Regions from separate parts of the Capra hircus genome. Here region 1 is linked to region 2. A link is a contact called in public Hi-C data. All regions are on one chromosome and are shown on one strand. The core of a region is the stretch at or near the end of the contact, and the rest is flanking DNA. Distances in the headings are between cores, read along the strand shown.

Region 1 (7,328 bases), core at 2,308-4,807, 58 kb after region 2:
GCAGAACTGGGTCCTTTATGGTTCCATTTAAATTTTTAAGATTATTCCAGTTCTGTGAAAAATGTCATGGGTATTTTGATAGGCATTGCTTTAAGTCTGTAGATTACTTTGGGTAGTGTAGGCCTGGGAACATTTTGCCAGTGGGATTCCAGGAAGCGTGAGGAATGGTGAAAAAGTAATACCTTACAAGCAAATATGGTTGCATGACCAAACGAATGGGCTCCACCACTGCCTGGGCCCCACAGCAGTAGACCTTGGAGCCTGTGCCTGCTTTCTTTTGCCGAGAATGCTCTGACCAGGAGTTCAGAGCTCATCTTCCCTGGAACCAGCAGAACCCCAAATCCCCGCCTCAGTTTCATCCTTCCCCGTTCTTAATGCCAGCTCCTGTCTGTGCAAGGCTTGCATTTTAATTTTCATTCCAAAGCAGTCTCTTGCCAGACTGCCAGAGAATTCAGTTTGCCTTTCCCCTCAGCAGCAGTTTCAAGAGAGAGTTTGTTGTGCTGTAGACTTCCTGCCCTGTGTCATGAACCTGTCTTCTAAGAAGGACGGCCATGGTAGGGGGTGTGTGAAGACTTTTTCTTTATGGAGAAGTTTACCTTTCATTTAGTCATTCCATATTTAATCACACCTCCCACATGCCAGGCACTGTGCTTGGATGAGTCAGACCCAGACCCTGGCCTTCCCGGAGTCAGATTGGGAGAGTAAGGGCTGAATCCAGGGTCCCTGTTCTAACCAGGAAGCCTTGGTGTTGGTGTGGGGGGTGATGTTTAAGAAGGCAGGGTTGGGAGGTAAGGCCAGAGGAGGTCTTTTGTTTATTGAGGGCGAAGCCAGTAGTCTCGGAAATATTTTTTTCTTTTTTACATTTTAAAATTTTAGTTGTTTGCGCCAGGTATTAGTCATGGCACGTGGGATCTTTGATCTTCATTGTGGGCATGTGGGATCTAGTTCCCTGACCAGGGATCGAACCTGGGCCCCCTGTATAGGGGGAACAAAGTCTTAGCCGCTGGACTACCAGAGAAGACCTCAGAAATTTTAATAATGTGTTTCTGGTTACACTTTAAAGAAGGAATATGGCAGAACCTTGAGTTAGGCGAAGAAGCATCCCAGCCAACCATGTCTGGAAGCCAAGTTAAGCTGGGGTGGGGTTGGGGGGAGCAGAAGTCTGACCGTAGGTGCTTTCTGGGAATCCTGCTCTAGGGATCCCTGCCAAGGAGCTGCCTGTTAGAACTCCTTAAAGCAGCCTGTCTTGTACGTCCCGTGGGAAACTAGACTTGGGGTGCCTCCACAGAAAGGGTCCCAGTCCTTGTCTGTGGGTGTCTGCGTGGGGAATGTCTCCTGTTCTCATCGAAGGTTAACAGTGACACCACATCAAAGGCGGGAGCAGCCCTTCCGGTAAGGAGACATCTAGATGTGTGTCCCGCGTTTTTCTAGCGCTTTGTGTGCAGTCAGGTTGCGGTGTGTGGGCGAGTGTCCCATCAGCCATCGCCTCTCCTGGCACCCTCTCCACCTCTCAGGGCGGTTTAGGTTTTAGTTTTGGTTTCAGACTGGCTTGTTCGTGTCAGCTGAGCGCCGCCTGTCGGCTGTTGCGGTATTACAGAAGCCTGGGGTGATGGGTGGTAGCCGTTGGACATAAGCAGTGAACATCCCCATGGTCGGAAGAGGCAGGCATCCCGCACTTTAGGGGGAAGAAGATGGGAACCCGAAAGTTACTTTATCAGAGCGGGTTTCTAGCCTCCAGGGTCTGGCCTCTCTCTGACTCTTCCCACCCGTTTCATGGTAAGTAATTGAAGATGTTGGTGTCATCCAACTTCTCTAAGGCGCTCTTACGCTCTCATCATCCACTACGTCTTACATAACAAAGCAGAAGTAAGGGTGGGTTTATATTTAAGCCCGCTGGTTAGTTTTGTGGGTTTTTAAAAAAATATTCTTTAGGGGTTACCTCTGCTGTGTGTCTTAAGAATGTGGCTGCGTGTGTGTGCACTTAATCCTTCTTAAAACACTCTGGAGGCAATGGTATTATTGTGATTTTACCCAGGAAACTGGCATGTCAGAGGAGTTACGTGGCTATAATAGTTCACTTCTAGTATGCAGTTGCAGCACAGAGACTCAGAAACACCAGGCTGCTGGCTGTGAATGTGGGTGACAGCTGAAGTCGAAGTGCCTTTGGACTGGGGGAGCAGGGGCAGAAAGGCATGTGACTGGCTTAAAGCTCCTGACCCTTTGAGCTGAGGCTGCTGCTGTCTGTCTGACCCTCCAGTTCTCAGAGGACTTGCTGTGATGTTTTCTCTGTGGGGGTCTCAGCCTTCTCTCCTACAATCCACAGCCTGGCCCGGTGCTGGGTTGGAGGATGGGGTATGAGATTTGCCAAGAGCTTCTGATGACGAAATCAGGTGCCCAGGTTTGGGGAGCGTTTATTACTTAGGCGCTCTCTTTGAAGACCCCGGCTGTTGTGACTGCTGGCACATCTCTGCTTGTCACATGGCCTCTCTGAGTGGCTTTGGAGAACAGGGCAGGGCTGTGGCCTGCAGTGATGTAGAACTCACAAAACCCCCTTTGGTATGGACCAGAAAGAAGGCCTTGCCCATCTCAGCCATCTGGAGAGGGGAAGCCCTATGCCAGCGGCTCAGAGGTGGCTTCTGGCACAGCCCGTGGAAAACTAAACCATCTGAGCAGTCTGTACCTCCAGGGAGCGTCCCTTGCCTGCCACCAGCTTTGTTGGCAAAGGCCCTTTAACTCAGTCAGTGAAGGATTATTGCACGAGGCCCTGCGCTGTGCCCAGTTCAGTGCTGGGTGGTTAGGGTGGGGATACTAGAAGGGCCCTCCCCTGAGAAGCTGCAGTCTGGCGGCCAGAGGTGTGGAGACACATTGCCCTACGGGGAGTGGATACGAGTGTCCTTGAGGTGTGAACAGCGCTCAGAGATCCTGAAGAGGCTGGCAGCAGCCTGGGAGAGGCCAGTGCCGGCTCGGAGGAGATGGTATTTGAGCATCACTTGGAAGGATGAGCAGCTGGCCGGGAGCGGAGGGAGCTCCGTGAAGAATGGGGACTGCCAGTGCAGGGGCCTGGAGGCAGGAGAGGGCCCTGCGGGTTCTAGGGCCGGTGGGGCATCTGTGTGCCTGGATTGTCAGTGCCTCCTGGGGACTGGTGGTCGAGACCAGGTTCAAGGAGCCTGGCTTTTCCTTCAGTGGTCAGATTTCTTTTTTCCTCCCCCCAACTTTGTTGAAATAAAATTGATGTGTAACATTAAGTTTAAGGTGTACAGCATGGTGATTTGATACACGTATAAGGCAAAATCCACAGACTTTTCGCTTTTAATTATGGAAAAACTTGAAGATATGCAAAAGTCGACTAAACGGGGTAGTGAAAGCGACTATATATCCTATTGAGCCGAGCCTGTGGCTTGTATGGATTAATCCAGAATTTTGAGGCCTGGAGTGATGGGGTGGCACATTTCATTGTCAGAGAAACCACTGAGTGTCCCCATCCTCATTTTACCTTTCAGTGGGAAGTTGGTGTCTCCGAAGTGGAAGAATTTCAAGGGCCTGAAGCTCCAGTGGAGAGACAAGATCCGGCTCAACAACGCCATCTGGCGGGCCTGGTACATGCAGTGTAAGTGCTGCGTGGCTGGACCCACGACCCTGCAGGTTTTGCCCCCCTCGAGAGGCCTGTGCAACTTGGGGCCTGGAGCCAGGCCTTGGAACCCTGTGTGTCAAACAGAAGTCTCTCTCAGGCAATCTGTGGAGATAGGAGAACCAAGCCAAATCCAAGTGTCTACAGGAGGCTCAGTGTTGTGATGCAGAGGGGAAGGGATGGGCGTACAGCTGAGAGGTGACATTCGGAACAGTCCCCGTTTTCAGCGGGCCTGAGAAGGTGCAGGCCCGGCCCATGGCCTGTGTCCGGCTGGCCTGGGTGCTGGGGGGTCTGGTGATTCCTGCAGGAGACCAGCGCGCCGGGGGCCCCCTAGGCTTAGGCTGGTGTTTCCTCTTGATCGGGCATACTTCCCTTTCTCTCTCCCGCATCACCGAGAGAGTCTTTTCCTTTGACCTGGACCCTTTATTTCCCCAAATCTCATTTTCCAAGAGGAGAACACTTGAGGATCCCCCGAGGGGCGGGGTGTAGACAGCGGGGCTGGGCTCCTCAGTGAGTGTCTCACCCCTCCCCACCCAGACTTGGAGAAGCGCAAGAACCCCGTGTGCCACTTTGTCACTCCGCTGGACGGCTCTGTGGAAGTGGACGAGCACCGCCGGCCAGAGGTACTTGGCAGATGATGGGCCCTCACTCGGGAGAAGGCGGTGACTCACGAGGGCGGGGCGAGGGCTGGATCCCCACCGAGGAAGGCAGCGGGGCAGAGCACTCAGGGTGCTGCGTCCTGGTGGCTGTTACACCGTGAGATGCGACGGCCATGTGGGGGCACGTGGCCCCTGATACCCCGCAGAGGCTCCCCCTTCTCAGGCCAGGCTGATCCAAGGACTTGGGGCTTCCTCCAAACAAGACTTACCCTCTGCTTTCCTTTAATCTCGGTGCTTCTCTGGAAGTCAGCTGGGGAGGCGGTGGGGGGGACAAGGCAGACATCTTTAACCACTGAAGAATGACCTCCAGATCTTTACATAAACTGAGAGGGAAAGATGGTGAAGACATAGGAAATGAAAAGAAGCAAGTTGCCCAACAGTGTTTTAGTATCTTCAGGTTACTTTTTTGAAGCGAGTATCTGTGTGATTATACATGTGTAGGAAATGTGTCAAAGGATATACAGAACCCTGACTTGTGGGATTATGTGAGGAGGGAAGACTCCACTTTCACTTTCTACTCTTCTGTATTGCTTTAGTTTCGTCCAAGCTTGTCTTACTGTTACGATGAAAAGGGGAGACCTTGGAAGGTAACCTAACACAAGACAGCTTGGAGCCAAGGGACACGATCTGGTATCAGACCGTAGTAAAGAATCTCATCACTTTTTAGGTCTGGTAGATGGACAGGGAGGCCTGGCGTGCTGCGATTCATGGGGTCGCAAAGAGCTGGACACGACTGAGCGACTGGACTGAACTGAATAGTATTGTATTATTCACTGTGGAGATTCTTCACTGTCTAAGACACGTAGTGAAGTACTTTAGGTGAAATTATATGACATTTATGATAGGATGTCTGGGACTTGCTTTAATATTCTGCAGCCATCAAAAGAAACAAATGTGAAAGTGAGGTGGTCTCTCTGAGGCTGTCATGATTCCTGGTCACCAGAATTCAGAGATAACTGTGAAAGGGGCTGCATGGTGGGGAGGTTGAGCTGGACCTTGGAGGTCACTTTCTGCTGGAACCTTCTGTGACTGGCTGTTTGTTTTCACCCTTTGGAAATGTGGCGGAGCCTCAGGGCATTTGAGAGCCAGCCCAAGTCTCTGGCAATTCCTCCAGCTCCGAGATCTCTGTGCTTCTCCCCTGCCTAGCACTTTATCTGAGCCTTACTCCAGTCCAACCTCTGGACCCTGGGCCCCCAAAGTCCCCTAGGTTATCTTGGGGGGGTACGATAACCTAGTGGAAGCTCACCTTCACTCAGAGGCTGAGCATGGCCTAGAAGAGGCCAACACACTCTGTAGATAAAGCTGCAGGCAACCAGTTGGCGACTCAGAGCTGGATTGCCCAGGCCTGACGTCTGGAGCCAGACGCTTGTTTGCTAGCAGGGTGAGCTCTGTGAATAAAACCCAATACCGCCTCATCCCTCTGCCCCACGTCTCTCCCACAGGCCATCACCACAGAAGGAAAGTACTGGAAAAGCCGCATAGAGATTGTGATCCGGGAGTATCACAAGTGGAGAACCTACTTCAAGAAAAGGGTATCTGGAGACTTCCCTGGTGGTCCAGTGGCTAAGACGCTGTGCTCCCCAGGCAGGGGACCCGGGTTCGATCCTTGGTCAGAGAACTATATAGATCCTACATCCCGCAACTGAGACTCGGTGCAGCCGAATACATTTGAAAAGGACCCCAGCCCATATTTACTCAGTACACTGACCCCTGAGGCTCTGGCTCAGAGCTGTCCACCCACTGCCCACCGCCCCCCATCATTGCCCCTGCAGCCCCTCGTTCTAGCCCAGCCCAAGTGGTGACCTGCTTTGGTTGTGTGACCTTGTTCTCAGTCTATCCTGCTTGGAGCTGGGGCTGTTTATTCCACAAACGCTGGTCAGGAATCTCTGAGCCCAGCTTCAGCCTGGGGATGGCAGTGGCAGGATCCTTCTGGCCACCTTCCTCCCAGAGAGAGAAGGCCTAGATGCTTCTGAAAGTGATCTTCTTCCAGGGAGGAGAGGCTGAGGGCCTTGTCCCCGCTCTGGGCCTTGGGGGACCACCTTGTCCCTCTCCCCTTTCTCTGCAGCTCCAGCAGCACAAGGATGAGGACCTTTCCAGCCTGGCCCAGGTGAGCGAGTGTGGGGGCCACGAGGACCCTCATGGGACCTGCCCCTTCACAAGAAACAGCAGTGACGTGGCTGGCCCAGCACCGCAGTAGAAGGTGGTGGGGACATGGACTCTCCCTGGGGCCAGAGGAGGGACATAAAGGAAAGAAGCCAGTTCTCTGCAGGTCCCCATCCCCTGGCCTCGTCTCTTACCTGGCAGCCCTTGCTGCTCTGAGAAACTGGGCCACGTATCTCCCCAGCGTGACTTGACTGAGAACTCGCGAATCACCGGTGCCCGTTTGGCTTTTCCTTCCCCCGTTGGTGGTAGGACGATGACATGCTTTACTGGCACAAGCACCGGGACGGCTGGAAGACGCCAGTCCCCATGGAGGAGGACACGCTGCTGGACACGGACATGCTCATGTCGGAGTTCAGCGACACCCTCTTCTCCACACTCTCCTCCCACCCGCCCGTGGCCTGGCCCAACCCCCGTGAAATAGGTAACCCGCCCCCAGACCCTTGACTGAAAAGGGTGCTGTCTCCACCCCAGGAGGAGTCCCCAGGGCAGGCTCTGCTTTGGGGCCATCCCTGAGCCTCTGCCGCTTGTTTGGGGGCAGCTCTGAGGAGAAGGCGTGGCCGACCTCCTTGCTGTATGGGGTCCCCATTGGGCCCATGGTGCTGCTGCCAGGGAACAGTGGGGATTTGGTCTGAATGAGCTTCACATTTCTGATCTGTCCCCTCACCTGAAGACATGGGCCTGGGGCCAGTGACAGGGCTGAGACTCACTCTCGAGAAAATCATTTGCACTCGTCATTTGGCCTCTCACCTGGGAGCTTGCAGCCATCCAGTTAACCCTCCAGGAGGAGCCCATGGACTGAAGTCAGCACCGAGGGGTCTCTGCAGAGCTGTTCACAGCAGAGCATCTGCTCCCAGATACTCAGTTTACCTTTCCCCTGC
Region 2 (7,285 bases), core at 3,951-6,450:
CAGGTGGCCTTGATGACGGGAGCAAACGTCCCTGGTTCGAATCCCAGCCCCTCCACTTGACACACACATGAGCCTCAGTGTCTCTTACTGGCACAGTAAGATCACAGGACTGTCCTGGGGCCAGAACATGGATGAGAGGAGAGAATATGGGCAGCACTCAACACAGAGCTGGGCACAGCAGCGGCCCCGGCGTTGCCTTGGCTTCTGTTGTGATTTTTTTTTTACTGTCCATCCTCTGTGCTCATCAAAGAGGTCTGAGGACTCAGGGGTATCAAAACTGCAGTTAATAAGACTACTTCCACTAGAGTATTTTCACACCTGGGGAGAAACCAAAAACAAGTAGCCGCAGAGAAAGGGGACTAGCTTGATCTGTAGGGAGCCTTCATCCAGGCCTTCCTCAAAGGGAAGAGACTCTCAGACCCTTACATCCTGGCACCCTTGGCTCTGCAACCCCCTGCCAGCTTACCCAAGACTCCTCCAGGGGCCCAAAGACAGGACAGTGTTGATGAAAGAAGTGTTTGCCGTGGCAGAAAACCGGCCAAAACCTGAGTGTCTCGAAAGGATTTAATAAATCCGGAGTGGCAGACGCACAGCCCGGTATGCAGCTGTTAAAGCACGTTGACCAGGTACAGATAGAGAATGAAGAAACATTCTCACAGTGTGAGCCACAGGGCCGGGCCTCCAGCGGAGCGTGAGCCCATTTGATTACAATACAGATCCAACCCTCAGATAGAATTGGCAAAAGCCAGGATGGCAGCTGGCCTCTCCTGGCCTCTCAAGATGCTGAGCCATACCCTGGGAGTGTCTGGTGCTCTCCACTGGCATCTGGAAAGTCCAGGGGTCTTCCATTCTGACATACCCCCACCTCCACTCCCATGTTCAGGGACCCACACCTGAAATGGGGACCCTTCCGCAGTTTTCACACTCACATAGACGTGCCGCTTGTCTCCAGAGCTGCTCAGTTTGTGAGTAAGACAGAGGGTGTGTGCCCTGAAGCAGAGAGCTTGACATTGATGTTCAGCCTTGCCTATTTAAAAACGAAGAAATGTTCCCTATCCTCTTTTTCAGCCACTCCCTCCTGCTCCCTCTCTTTCATGGGACATTTGTCCGCTTTCCAGAGTCCGCTGCCAAGCTCACATACTGTCCCCACCCCATGCAAATGCTCTGTGGACGCTTGGCCTGAATGGTATCCCCCTTCCTCAGAAGGCACAGCGACCCACCTGCTCCTGTTACGTTGAGACCGAGCTTTTATCACTTTCACGAGGAAAAGGCAGGGGAAAGACAAGGGCAGTTCTTTCTGCCTTCCTGTCATATCCGCTCTCAGAAAACTCACTCACCTCATCCATCAAGGCCCGGGGGTCTCTGTTTAGCACCTGTTGGGCCTCCACTGTGTACTGGGCAGTAAGCTGGGTCCTAGGGGGATGGTGTGAGCCAACTGACATGGTCCCTGTCCTCACGGAGACAGGGAGATGGGTTCAGGGAGGCGGAGACACAGCCAGGAGCCAGCAGACGCAAGTGGATTGCAGTTCGAGCTGTAGGAGAGAGGGAGCAGGGTGATGCAAAGAAGCCCTCCTGGATGGTGCGGGCGGGGAGGGGTGAGATGAGAGCGGGAGAGAAAAGGGCACACAGGCCAGGAGACAGAGGCCAGCCTGAGGAATGGCAGGCGAAGCCAGGGAGGCTGGAGCCAGGTGGACAGGAAAGGGGGAGGAAGGAGGGGAGGGAGAGGGGCCTTCTCGGCCTGATGAGGAGTTGGGATTTTGTTCCAAGATCAGTGTTATGCTCTGTATGATCTCTGTTTTGAAACTATCTCTTGAGCTCTGCTGAAGGCTGGGTGGGGCGGCTGTGGAGCAGGCTGCTGCTCCAGCCATACAAGGAACGGAGGGCTCAGGTGTGGATGGGGTGGCTGGCAAGGGCAGCCGTGGGTGGGCCGAGGGTCTCTGGAAATGGAGTTAGGCGTGGCGAGAAGGGAGCACTCCAGGGTGCTGTCCAGCTGTATCCTAGGCAGGTGGCAGGGCCATCGCCAGCCATGGGAGCGCTGGTTAGGATAGGCGACCTTAGGAGCTGGACTCGGGGAATGGGTTAGTTTGGAGCTGGCTGGGATGATAGAGCGAGAAAGTCGAGGGAGAAGTAGGTGAGTGAGTGTCGAAGTGTGTGTGTGTGTGTGTGTGTGCACGTGCTGGAATTTCTGGGATGATAGAGCGAGAAAGTCGAGGGAGAAGTAGCTGAGTGAGTGTGTGTGTCTGTGTGTGTGTGTGTGTGTGTGCGCACGCGCGCACACTGGAATTTCTTGGGAATTTGGTGGCACTACAGACCCTTCCCCCAGAATAACCAACGTGTATGCATTCCATAAACGTCTGTGCTGAGTCCTGGATGAGCTGTTGTCAATACAACCAGGTTGGTCTAACCTTTGATCTTGGAGAGTAAACTTAAAACTGCATACATAATTACCCTGCAGTTAGTGAGCAATTGGAAGACACAGGTGACTTGGTGGACATAGGAGTAGCTTGGGTGTGTGGCTCCCGGTAGGTCCGTGAACCCTTTCAAGTCCATGCCAGGGCCACAGGGTCAGAACTTCAGATGCCCACCTTCGACTTGTAACTTCCCAGCTGACCCAAGTTGCTCTCCCGGGGTGTCAACCTGCGTTTCTCTTTTCTTCCTCTTCCCCTACCTCCCAACCCCAAGGATCTGGAAGGAGTGCCACCCTCCAAAAAGATGAAACTGGAGGCTTCGCAACAGAACTCCGAGGAGATGTAGACGCCGAGTTCAGTCCTCTGATCCACGTCTCACGGGAGATCCATCAGCAGGCTTAGTTGTTGAACAACCTCACCCGAGCAGATCCCTGTCGGGTGCAAAGGGAACTACTAACTTAACAAGTTTACCAAGTGCAAATCCAAGAAAACCTAGAACGGCGTAACTTCTCAGACACTGAAGAACTTTCTGCTGTGAAGCAAAACACTCGAATCTTGAAGTGACTTTCCTGGGGAAGGCGAGGTCGACAGCTCAGGAGCGTCTGGACACTGTCTCTGAAGCCAAGATTACATTTGTGTTGCTGCTGTATTTTTTTTTTTTCCCTCCCCACTCCTCTATTTAATGATATAAGCTATTTGAGGGTGGTACTGATCAGGAATTCGCTTTTCATCGGGGCTTTTCACTGTTCAACCAATATTCCTTCCGCTTTCTTTTTTCGTGCCTTGTGCCCTTGAGGTGACCTCTGGCATGTTTTCCTGGTTGTTTTGCGTCTCCCCTTACAAGTGCCCTCTTGGTTCAGTTCAGGCAGCCATTGCTCCGGTCCTCGAGTCTTTCTCCTCCCTGCCCCAGGACTTCAGCTGGAGTGGACCAGGCAGGGAGAAGGAGAGCTTGAGGCCGCAGAAGAGCAGGACCTCCCCGGCCATCTGGTTTTCTAGGTGCAGCTGGGAGGCTGCAGAATACACCCTGAGCCCTGGTTGGGGACAATGCTAGCCTCCAGGGTCCGAGGAGTCTCAGATGTCTGGGCATTGTTCCCAGGCTTGCTTGAGGCATCTGAACTGGTGTTTCCAAGCCCACAGCTGCCCAGAGGGACATACAGAGCCCTTGGATTGTCCTGGCACTTCCCCCCTCAGCCCCTCCCCACCATGTGGCAACCTCCGACACCTCCGAAGACGGACTGGCTCCTGTGGCTGATGGCAGGATGGTCTCCTTAAGGCGATAAAGGGCCGGAGGAGGCTGGGAGCAGATGGCAGGAATAGCTGGTGCTGAACTTTCTCTCATAGGACGTTGCTTGGATTTCAAATCCACAGTCACCTGCTGCCCTAGTCTACCTCCCCAGCTCCACCTGGCCCCACCCGCGGAGGAGGTGAGGTTGCAGTCGGCCGAAATGCAGAGTCCACCGGCTTTCTGCACACTGTTCTGACTCCTGGAGCCAACAGTTGGATCGCGTCTCTTTCCCAGGATGCTCCGAGGGTCCCCACGGGGGAGCAGGCCTTAAGGGTTGGGAACTTGAAGGCCAGAAATGAGGCCCCCGAGAAACTGGAGAGCTTTGCACTCCTCCAGAAAGGGGGCCCTGGGGTCCCTCCCCCGCCTGCATCCCCCGCCTGCACTGGGACAGCTTCCTGTCACTAAAACGGAGAAGCACCTCTTCTCCCCACGCCCCCCACCTTGGATGAACTGCCTCACTCTTTGGTTCTGAGGCCTGGTTTGCTCTTAATTCCTATACGGACTCCTCAGACCCTTAACCCTTCTCCTGAGCTTTCGTTACTGCACTGGAGTTCCAACTCCCTTTGAGTTGTGTGAGGGGGGAGGGGGAGGGTTCCGGGTTTTGTTGGTTTGTTTTTTTTTTTCTGTTTGTTTCTTCGTTTTGTTTCTGTTTCAGCCAATTGGTGCATATATTCAAGTACCACCTTTCACGTGTGGATCTCTCTCCTGACCACCATGGGGAGTGTATGCCAGACTCCATTTTCTAAGCGTTTCTGAGGGTGAGGCTCTTCTTTGTTTTTGAAGGGAGCCAATCTATTTCCTGCACTTCAAGAAGAATCAAAATGTTCCTGAATTTCAAATACCTCATGCAAACATGTCTCCTGAAGCAAGGGAAGGGGAAACACACACACACACAAACTTTGAAAATGGTCATGTTGAAGTTAGAGATGCCGAAAGGTTTCTGTCTTAAAAAATCCTTATCAATTTTGCCCCTCAGGCAGGCAGTTCTGCGGAGAACTGTGTTCTGTGTTACCTCTCAGCGTATCTCAAGGCGGCTTTACCTCCAGATCCTATAGAGTTAGAATTAACTTCCTTTATTTGCAGCAAAACTCCATTTGGATGAAAGATGAATCTGGATATCTATTCCCTCCTCTTTATTTTTTTTGGGAAACGAGAGGTGACAAGCAAGACAGCCGAAGACGAATCACAACACAGGCATCCGTGGAAACAGCAGGGTCCCCTCGACAGGCAAGGGGGGCGGACATGGTTGAGGGTGAACAAAGGAGGACGCCCGGGATACGAGGCTGTCATTAGTTTTTCTCTGAAGTGCCTGAAGGTAGGAAACGGGCCAGGGGTCCGGGCCGACTGGGCCCCGCCACGGCCATGCCAGGCAGAGCGGCCAGCGGCCCTGCGCCCCCATCCACGCCGGCCAGGAAGGCCTTCCACGCGGGATGGTGAGACTGCAAAAACCCACATGTGCTTCCTTCCCCTATGCGGCCCGCTCCTCGGGGCCGCCGCCCTTGCCCACACCATCCTGCGCCCCTTGCCCCCTCTCCCACCACGGAATCTAAGACCTTTCAGCCGGCGGAGCCAGAGGCGGGGGTCCTAAGCGAATGCCTTCCGCCAACACCAGGCCCCGCAGCCTAAAGGGCTCCCAGGGCAAACTTAACTCCCCGCGAAACTTGAAGTTGGGGATGCTGCGGTTACACATTCCACAAAGTGCTGGCACTTAACACCCATAACCCGAAGGCGGAAGACTGACTCACAGGTGGTGACCTCCCATTACCAACGATGTCATGGTTTGGAATGTTCCATTATCAGCCAAGGACCTGCTTAGAGATATAAAGACCTTTTTATTCACCGTTACCTAATTGTTTTTTTTTTTTTCTTACGATTTTTTTTTTGGTGTGTTGTACAGCAGTATAATTTTTCACTTATTTATTCCATCAGTAGATATGGTTTGTACAATGTACAATGGTTCCATTTCAGAAAATAAAAATTCAAATCATGAACACCATGTGATTTTGGAGCGTCATGGTAAAGAGTAAAATCCTGTGAGATTTTACTCACAGAGTGGGCTGCTCTGGTGTCTCCAGCGTGGCCCTGACTTTGTATACAACTTGAACACCGGGACTGTGGCCTCCTACATGCTGCGGGCGGGTGTTTGTGGGAGGCTGAGTTGGTAGCCAATTAGAACCCTGGTATAAATTGCAGCCAGGCCATCTGCCCCCATCTTGCGTCCTGGCAGTGTCCCTGGTTTCAGGAGGCTCTGGCCCATGGCAGGGGCTCAGGGGTCGATTATTTGGTGACTTGAAGCTCTGTCTTGACTTGCCTTAACAGCTAGTGACTCATGGTCAGGCTGGATCCAGAACCGCCCCAGGGCCTCTCCCCCCACAACTCAGGCTCTTTCTCGCTCTCCAGCTCGGCCTCCCTCCCCCAGTGGACTTTTTCCTTTCTTTGTCCAGTCTCTCTTTCTCCTCTCGCACCTGAAACCTGGCCCTAGGTGAACCACCAGCTATGGGCAAAAGGGGTGGGACGATTGTTCTAGCTGTCGTGTGCTAAGTCACCCGTGTTGACCGACCTGGAGGCAAACGTTCTCCTTTTTTGTTTTGTCTGACTTTCCTCCCTACCCCGTTCCTTTTTAAGGTGTTCCAGTGTTTTTACCAGGATTGGTTGCTCAGTGAAATAAACTCCTGATATGGAAAGTTCATCCTGACAAAACATAAATCATAGGGACCTTGTTTGCTTAACCAAAAAAAAAAAAAAGTGCCTTAGCGGGCACACTTTCACTCTCTCTGGTATTCCTGAGTTCTGTTCCCTGGGTCTCCAACTCTGGCTGAAGGTCCCTTCCTTCCAGACTCATCTTCATCTCTGAATCTCTCCTCTTCCCTCTGCCATTCTTGTCTCCAGGCCCCTGGGTCTCTTGTCTCAGACATTCTGCTTTATCTTTGTCTCAGCTTCCCTGTCTCTGTGGAGCTTTCTGACTTCCTCTCATCTCTCTTCATCAAGGAGCAGTCATGCCCAAGGGCTAGAAATTTGGACTTTACAGGCATCACTTGAATACCATCTGTCTCCTGAACCCTGGGCAGCATTGACTCCAGCTTGACCTTTTCTCTCTAAGCAGATAAGCTGGTACGCTAGGATGCTGGGGACAGTTTGGAATTGGGGAGAGGTGCATTTTGATGGTAGGGGTCAGGGAGGCTCCTAGGATGGTGGAGGAGCCCAGGCATAGGCCTAAGGAGTCCATTTTGCCTCGTGGATGTTAACAAGTGGCTGGAGGTTTCTGAGCCAGGGCCCTGCTGGACTGGGGGCGGTGTTGCTAGTGAATGGCATGGACTGGAAAAAGCTAGACAGGAGGTGGGGGCAGGGCAACTATGGAACTAGACTGTAGGTGAAGCAGGAGGCGAGGAGTTGGCAAGAAGGCCCGTGTGCCCCCAGGTGATGTGAAGGCAACAGGCACTGCAGCCAGGTGAGGTGGGAACAAGTTTGAGGAGGGGAAGGCAGGCAGACAAAGCTCTGGTCCAGGTCCAAGTCTGAACCGCAACAAATGTCACAGAAGTCCGCGGTTGGGCTGAGGAGGGATTTGAATTCCTAACGCCCAAGTTTATCCCTC

The links. Hi-C and Micro-C count contacts between places; a contact is called where the count stands out from the background.
Region 1: a Hi-C map of blood shows a contact between it and region 2, with 7 times the contacts expected there. The contact joins two enhancer-like sites. A contact is called at or near these places in 2 of 5 Hi-C or Micro-C datasets (both in blood).

What each region holds. Positions count from the first base shown.
Region 1 is chr17:17,982,119-17,989,446 of ARS1.2, forward strand. MLXIP (MLX-interacting protein) reads left to right here. Exons shown (of 17, transcript XM_018061303.1): 2 at 3,501-3,607; 3 at 4,166-4,251; 4 at 5,730-5,819; 5 at 6,353-6,394; 6 at 6,700-6,871. Among named protein-coding and RNA genes, the nearest start is that of MLXIP, 42 kb to the left of the region's middle. Within about 2 kb of position 3,558, at least 2 of the 5 cell types and tissues checked have an H3K27ac peak or open chromatin away from gene starts, as enhancers often do.
Region 2 is chr17:17,922,406-17,929,690 of ARS1.2, forward strand. BCL7A (B-cell CLL/lymphoma 7 protein family member A) reads left to right here. Exons shown (of 6, transcript XM_018061300.1): 6 at 2,683-4,377. The coding sequence ends at 2,754. Among named protein-coding and RNA genes, the nearest start is that of MLXIP, 17 kb to the right of the region's middle. Within about 2 kb of position 5,201, at least 2 of the 5 cell types and tissues checked have an H3K27ac peak or open chromatin away from gene starts, as enhancers often do.